Linked DNA regions of Rattus norvegicus: region 2 is linked to region 1. Evidence: chromatin contacts called from public HiChIP or PLAC-seq data. All regions are on one chromosome and are shown on one strand. Each heading gives the region's core, a stretch centred on a gene start, on an enhancer-like site or on the middle of the called end of the contact. The rest is flanking DNA. Distances are from core to core; before and after follow the strand shown.

What was found. HiChIP or PLAC-seq counts read pairs in DNA pulled down with a chosen protein or histone mark.
Region 2: a contact with region 1 is called in an H3K27ac HiChIP or PLAC-seq map of oligodendrocytes, with 6 times the contacts expected there. The contact joins the promoter of Rfc3 here to the enhancer-like site in region 1. A contact is called at or near these places in 11 of 12 Hi-C or Micro-C datasets (the A7r5 cell line, Schwann cells, frontal cortex and 6 more) and 1 of 1 datasets of contacts at active chromatin or transcription factors (oligodendrocytes).

What each region holds. Positions count from the first base shown.
Region 1 is chr12:5,725,282-5,729,280 of GRCr8, forward strand. LOC102549089 (a long non-coding RNA gene) reads left to right here. Exons shown (of 4, transcript XR_005491747.2): 3 at 1-1,416; 4 at 2,114-3,999. It also overlaps a transcript of Stard13 not described here. Among named protein-coding and RNA genes, the nearest start is that of Rfc3, 110 kb to the right of the region's middle. Within about 2 kb of position 1,355, at least 76 of the 93 cell types and tissues checked have an H3K27ac peak or open chromatin away from gene starts, as enhancers often do. A contact at or near this core is called in the A7r5 cell line, Schwann cells and liver, where this site is marked.
Region 2 is chr12:5,835,311-5,839,222 of GRCr8, forward strand. It overlaps Rfc3 (replication factor C subunit 3), which reads left to right and starts at 1,258. Exons shown (of 9, transcript NM_001009629.1): 1 at 1,258-1,407; 2 at 2,266-2,403. The coding sequence starts at 1,321.

The DNA of each region.
Region 1 (3,999 bases), core at 105-2,604:
TTCCAGCAACCACCTGGTGGCTCACAACCATCTGTAATGGGATCCGATGCCCTCTTCTGGTGTGTCTGAAAACATTGACAGTATAACTCACATACATAAAATAAATAAAATCTTTAAAAAAAAAAATACCAAGTTCCATTCCTAACCAAGAGGTATTTACTACTGATAATACTGGGAACGGTAAAATCGATTTTCCCCAATGGAGTATCAACCACATTTCAGGGAAGGCCCGTGCCCAGAAGTAATTGGCCAACAAAATTGATCAACACAAAATGGTGTGTGTGTGTGTGTGTGTGTGTGTTTTGTTACGTTTTTATGTTTGACTTTATTTAAATCTTTGGCAAGGACCTCTGGAATTCCTAAAAGCATTTACCAAAAGCTGAGGACATTTCTGGGAAACTCGAGAGCTTTGGGAAACTGTCTTTTAGTCTAAAGTGTGTGTGTGTGTGTGTGTGTGTGTGTGTACACTAATACTGTTTATACATTCTGCAATGTAAGTTCATACTTCTCATGATACATCTAAAACCAAAACAAAGCCCATGTACTAGGGCGAAGTACTGTCCATCTACTTAAAAATGTGTTTTAATCAGCCAGCCAACGTGGGAAAGGGGCGGGATTTTCCTCGGGCAGCTTTCTCAACAAACTGGTGCAAAGCCACACCACGGAATGCAGAATGCCAACATCCTAACAAAAAAAATAGAGAGTAACACTCAAATTAAGTGCTTTAAAAGCCCATGATATATGCTTCCCCAAATCCTTAGATCCTATTAGCTGTCACGAAGAGCCAGAAGGTAACGAGAGACAAGGACGATCAGATCAGGCCCAGCGCAGACACTAGCTGAGATGAACTCAAAGGGATTAATGGCGAGAAAGACTACCTTGTACATCGCTAACTTTCCAGAGATTTCCAGAAACGGAATTTACAGCCAGAAACCAACTCCTGCGGGTGGGAAGCAACAAAACAAACAAAACCCTGCTAAGACATCACTTTCATTTTCGCCTGTAGACCCCTGCGAACGATCAAAGATGGAGAAATGAGCAGTCCTCAAGCAACAACGCCCTCCTAATGCGCAAGCGCGCCCGGAGGCCCCGCCCCTCGCGGTCACCCCAAGACCAGGCGCGCGCATCGGAAGTCAGAACCTCCAAGGCTCCTCCTTGCTCTTCCTCCACAAGGCCCCGCGTTCGCAGTCCGGTTCCGGTTGTAGCTCCGCCCTCGCGCGGGAACACGCCAGAAGGCTGGATATCCGGGACGGGAGGCTAGCTGAGCGCTCACTTCCGGTGGCAGCTCGTCCCATCTCCCTTGAGGGGCAGGCTCTGGCTCTCGGTGCGGTAGCGCCATCTGGCGCCGAGTGTTCCTCAGCCCGCGGAGGGGCGTGCTTCCTCCCTTCAGAACATTCCAGAGACTCCTCGGCTCTGGTAGGCTTTATGCATTCCGCCAGAAGGGCGGGACCCAAGACTCCTCCTCTGCCGAGTTCCCGCGCGGGAAGGGTTTTGTGGTTACTCTGAGCGGAAATGGTTGGAGTCCAGAAGGGGAACGGACCTCAAGCGGGAGGAAGCCGGCCTCTTTCCGTCTTTTCAAGCCATAGTAACACAGTTCCTGCCTCCTCGTGTTCTGCTTTTTGTTTCCTCATTTCTGGGCCGCGCTCTCTGTACACTGCGCTTCGGTTCTTCGGTCGGAGTGGACCGAGGTCCTCCATTTCTCGTTTTGCAGAGAGAAGGCTTTACTTTGTAGCCTTTCGTTAGCTTGTGTTAGAAAAATATTTTGCTCCATTACATCCGTTAAGCGGGTGTTGCGAAAACGAGCAGTATTAGGGATTAGGAAAATTAATAGGTTTTTAAACCAAGACAGTCTCAGCAGGTTTATCTCAGAACTATGAAATATTCGCTATGATTGCATGTGGTTCTTTCCTTTAGATAAGGGGAAACGAATTTCCACCAAAGCTAGAAAGTGAACATAACTGTTAAAGGGTTCATGTTTCAAAGTCCAGATATAATAAACTTGGAGCACTGTTAGGTATTGTTTCAGTTATTGTGTATCAAGACGCACAGTGTAAGTTAGTGAATTGTCCCTTATTTGTGCTCACTTGTCACTGGGCATTTTCCCCCCCTACAGCACTGGTTTCCCTACTTGTGCATGCATTTGAATTCAGAAGACTTTGAAGAGTCCGGTTCACTACAGTTTAGGACTGGGAGAGGTGATGTGGAAGGAGAGCTGGGTGATTAAGGCCCACAGTTGGAATCGTTTAGAATTCAAGATTGCTTTGTTGAGAGCGCTGTTTGCTGGTTTTGCAGTATTGACACTGAAACCCGACAGGTTAGTAGCCTTTCCGGCCAGTGCAATGGGAGTAAACGAAGCGCTAAATCCATGTCTTTTGTACAGTCACACATTAGGAAAACACGTTCATATAAGTAGACTCTGTCGTAGAGGGTGCTGTAACACCAGGTATACTAAATTTCTTAATTACGATGCCATTTCTGTCTTCAAAGTTTCTTGAAAATCGGTAACTCAAAAAAGGACAAAAATCACTTCAACAGACATTTAACCTCCTGGAAGATAATCTTTTAAAAATCCCTTTCCTTTTGTAACTTCTTTGTAGTTCATTCTTTTCACTGAGTCATTGCCCCTTACCCCTACTATGTAATTTAAAATCTTCACGCTGCTTTCGGTTTTTTTTTGTTTGTTTGGTTGGTTTTTTTTTGTTTTGTTTTGTTTTTTAAGAGCAAGCTTCCTGAAGCCTTTGTATTCTGAGTTTGACAGTGGCATTTGACCCTAAGCTATCGGTAAATGCCTTACTCTCGGTAACCCTTCCTTTTGTACCCAATAGAAATACAGCTGTTCATAGATAGGCTTGCCGTGTTCGTAGCTAAAGTTATTCCTAAAAGTAATTTTTTAATACTAAAAAGTTAAGTTGTTTACTGAAGTTGTGAGTGATTACTATAAAGATTATATTGCCTTTAATTACAAGATAGTGTATCTAACTGTGAAGATAAGTGAAATGGTATTTTTATAATGACTCAGTAAGACTTCCATTACCAGGCACTAGTGAGATGGCTCGGGGGTTAAGTCTGGCTCCAGGCATGCACACGGTACACAGACATACATAAAATAATAATACACATAAACTGCGTATACAAAAATAATAATAAATAAAATAGGATATTCTAACTCCATTGTTTTTAGTGATTAAACATGAGAAAATTCCAAATCAGAGATCCCTCCCCGCCTTCCTCCCTCTCCCTCCTTTTTAATCCTTCTCTCTCTTCTTCCTCACTAACCTGAATGAGTTTCCATTTAAAGGGACATAGGGAGGTAGCAGGGTGCCTTCAAATAACTGTTAACAAGTATTTATACTAATGAGACAAAAGCACACATCCTCCTCTTCATTTTAAACCAGCCTTGTAGTAAAAAAGGAACCCGTGTGTGTTCATTACTTGCTCCTATGTGCACACGTGTGTGTCACTTGCTGTGTTTAAAGAGCTTAATACATTTGCTGGCTGGTACTTCTCTACGATGGCTGCGCCATTGCCATTTATCCAGAGTAATTTTGTCAATAGGCATTACATGAAATGATGTTGAAATTTACTTTCAATATTGTTTGGTAATACTTGACACAAAAAATCAGGGCTTCTTCATCAGGCTTTTTTTGAACTGAAATTTCTAGGCTAGGTCAGGTGGAGCACATCTGCAGTCTGAGCCCTCAGGAGATGCAGGGGATCCAGTTTCCAAAAGCAGTTTTAAAAAGTAATTTCTATTACTAATTTCTTTGTGGTTCCATTTTCTTTAGTTCATGCTTCTTAAATTTTCTGATATATAAATGAATGTGTAATGAATATCTGTACAAAAAAGCATTTTTTAAAGGAAAAAAAAGAGAAAAGCATATTCACGAATGTTTTAATGATTCTTTGCTACAGTCAGTGTGCTGTGTAGCTGTTTAAATTTTCCTTTTCGGGGCAATGCCTGCATTTGTGCGTGACTCACAGCATGCACCAACTTTTTTC
Region 2 (3,912 bases), core at 8-2,507, 110 kb after region 1:
CCCAGGGACATGCCCATGTAGTAGTTTGTATGATGATTCCAAACCTCACCAAGCTGACAACCAAGACTGACCGGTGCAACAAGCTTCCGGGTGTCCCGAAGTAACTTCTGAAGCTACTCCAGGCAGCAGGGCAGAGCTGGCCTTGGCCACTGGCTGTGATGTGAGGACTCTCTCCCTCCTTCCCAACTACTACCCCAGGTCTCATAAGTTGAAGAAATCCGAGCATGGCTGTAAGATAAAAAATACGGGGGGGGGGGGGGTTTGGGGATTTAGCTCAGCAGTAAAGCCCTTGCCTAGGGAGCGCAAGGCCCTGGGTTCGGTCCCCAGCTCCGGAAAAAAAAAAAAAAAAAGAAAAAAAAATACGGGACAACCAATTAAAATCCAATTTCAGATAAAAATTAATCTCACTGCGATATTGCCTGGGGCACACACACCAAAATTTTATTGGAGATCTAAATGAATGGGGGCATCTGTGTTTTTGTATTTGTGAAAACAAGTAAAACTAGGGGAGGTTTTGTTGTTGTTGTTGTGGGTTTTTTTTTCTTTTCTTTCTTTCTTTTTTTTTTTTTGCTATGTTCTCTCCATATTCTTTCAATCTTTTAGAACATAGCACATACTCTAGGATCCACCACGAACTATCTGTCTTTATGCAAGTTTGTCTGTCATGCTTCTGGGCACTGTTGCCAAATCCCAGTAGCACCTGCCTCACTCTCCATCTCTGAAAGTCTTTCCATGCTCACTATCCCAGTGTATCAAACATGGCCCTTTCAATACTTTTGCTTCCAATTTCATTTTCTTTCTCACTTCAGAGCACACAGTTCACAGAGTCATAGGCAAATACTCATTGACCATTGACGGATTGATTTATTTATTTATTTATTTATTTATTTATTTATTTATTTATTTATTTATTTTAAGGAAAAAACAGTTCTACAAAGATAGCAAATTAGGTAGCACTAATTAGAATGGAGTTGTGAACCGGTGAATAAATGAAAGAATGAAACGGGGGAAACCTCCTTCGCTCAGCACTCATATTGGACATCCTGCCTGTCAGAGATACATCTTTAACTCCTTCGAATGTTTTCTACAATGTCACAGAGAGAGAACAAAGGGACAACGACAGCACACCCCATAAACGCAACGACTGTTGGTGTAGTGGCGCAGTGGGAACTGCAGCGACCACTTCAGGCCCCGTTTGGATTTCCCAGCCTCCCTAACCGGAAGTCGCTGGCTGCCGGAAATGACGTCGCAGCCTTTCGCGCTCGCGGGAAAACTCGTCTGTCTTGGTGACGGGCTCGCCGGTGGGGCTGTGAAGCAGCCATGAGCCTCTGGGTGGACAAATACCGGCCGAGCTCCCTTGCACGGCTGGACTATCACAAGGAGCAGGCAGCACAGCTGCGCAACCTGGTAAGCCGACCGGGAGGGCGAAGGCTGCCCGGCTCGGCTCTTCCTGCACAGCCGGGGAAGGGAGGAGACGGGCGCCCCAGTGTCAGCGAGGGGATCAGAGTGACGAGTTCCTCAAAGTGCAGTGTTTTTGCTGCGTGGGTTCCCATGAGTTTGGTGTGAGGACCTGAAGAAGGCCAGTGTAATGGAGAATAATGAGCAAGGACCGGCTGTAGGGGGCGGGGATGGGGATGTGCCCCGGCGTCTGTGTCTCTGCAAGGGCCAGATAGGCGCTTCTGCTACAGGTTTGTTTTTGTTTTGTGATGCATACACTAATTTAAAATAGAACATTATACTCTGTTTATACAAATACCTGTTTTCCTTCAGTAGCGTTGATGTTCAGTTTCCTAAAGGCAAGATACACCGTCCATGCTAATAGTACTCTTTCGTTTGATAGAACTGTTATTGCTGCCTTTTCCATAGCTTCGCATCAACCCCGTTCTAGTGTGAAGTTCTTCTATATCTCCCAAGTGAACTTACAAGGAAATCAGTGCACCTACGCCTGAGCAAGAGGACCAGTTTTGGGGTACCCGGGCCAGACAAGCATATGTCTTAGTTAAGAGATGTATTTCACCTTTGGTCACCCCTTATTTTCAAACGGGCCCTTCAGATAGCTTACTTAGGGAGTTCTAACTTTTAAGCATTTAACATGCCTTGTGTGTTCTGTGTTGTGCATGTAAGTTAGATTAAATTAGTGTCCAGAGTTTGGTACATATTTTCTTGGAATTGGATGATAAACTGAGTGTCTTGGTATTTTAAAAGTAGTTTAGCTTGGCTCACCTACTTTAAGTAGGATCGAATGTCTTGTTCTTTTGTCCTTAGGTGCAGTGTGGAGACTTTCCTCACCTCTTAGTATATGGACCATCGGGTGCTGGAAAAAAGACAAGAATTATGTGTATTCTACGTGAACTTTATGGTGTTGGGGTGGAAAAACTGAGAATTGAGCATCAGACTATCACAGTAAGCATCTCCGGTTGAGGCTTAGCAGCTGTTTCTGGTGGGGATTTTCAATCCTGGTCATGTGTCTACCTCTCCCACCACTGACCCCCTAGTGTGTGACCTAAGAAGTTGTGTGCCTGTGTGCTCATGTTTGTGAAGGCGGGGTGCATAGTAGAACTGGCGGCTGCCAGTCCTCTCTCATTTTGTTTAAGAGAAATGTTCCCTTGCTATCCCCCGAGTCCAGCTGGCGGACCTGGGAGGGAGCTTATGGAGATTCTCCCATCTCTGCTTCCCGCCGCTCTGTGAGGTCCCCGGTATCACAGACAGTTGCATTTGTACTAGTGCTAGATTTAGGTGGCGCCATCAAGTTGGCATGTGTCCGCACAACACGTGTATTTCGCTCAGCCATTTCCCCGGTCCCTGACATGCCCTTCTCTCTTTTAAGTGCTACTCAGCCTGGCAGAATTGGCAGCTCCTTACACCTGGTAGTGTGTTAGTGTGCCTTGGTTATGCTTTTACCTTGGTTATCTTTTACCTCGGCAAGACTGTATTTGTTTTGAAGTTATGTAGAGGATGTGTCATGCCTAGTGTCAAGTCCTCCATGGTATCGCATACGGTGTCTTAACGGTATTTTGTATTCAGAAAGGGAAAAAAAAATGCTTAGCGTGGATGGCCATGCTGTTAACAGCCTTCAGGAGGGTAACGTTGAATCATCTCGGAAGAAACAATATTCTAAAGACTAAAGAACTGAAAAGATAGAAATATAAAGTGTGTTCTCACACGGGAGGCTTAATATTGAAAGTGTCCCAAGTCACCGTATGAATTTCGGTCGGAGTCCTAATGTTTAAAAAGTGTATGATGCGGCCCTTAATTCCGTATAGAGAATATGTTTCTGAAATGAGATGGTTATGAAGAGGGCCAGGGAAGTGGGTGTATTCCCTCAAAATAAACTGTCTAATATAGACTAGCTTAAGTGAAGGTAGGTTTTTTTGAAGGGATGACAGGAAAGAAAAACTACTGAGATGCATTCATTTTGAGAAATAGAAATAGCAACTCTCATGGCGAAATGCAGTTCCCCAACTCGAGTCCTGGCTTAGCGCTACTTTCAGAGGATTTTGTGAGTCTGTGGTCGGGTGATTTGTGTTTTGAGGCCCATGGTGAGGCAGGGCAGTTATAGGGGTGCAAGTGCAGGAAGGAAGAGTCGCCTTACAGACGTGCGGATTTCTTGCTCAGCTGATGGGTCTGTAGCCAGGTCGCACAGACATGCACAGTGTTGTAGACCATGCATGTTAAGAGTTGACCTCACACCAGGTGTCTGAGAGGGATCGCAAAGCCACATAATTAAGTGGGAAAGGCAAAATAGGCGTGTATGAAGTTTTCTCTCCTTACTGACTTTTCTTGAGACACTGATCCTGGGGATATATATTTTTCTTTTATTTCCATGTTAACACGGAAGGCTGTGTAGATGGTTGACAGCGGTGATTTGGTGGGGCATGAGGTAAAAAGAAGACAGCCAAGAAGTAACTGTTG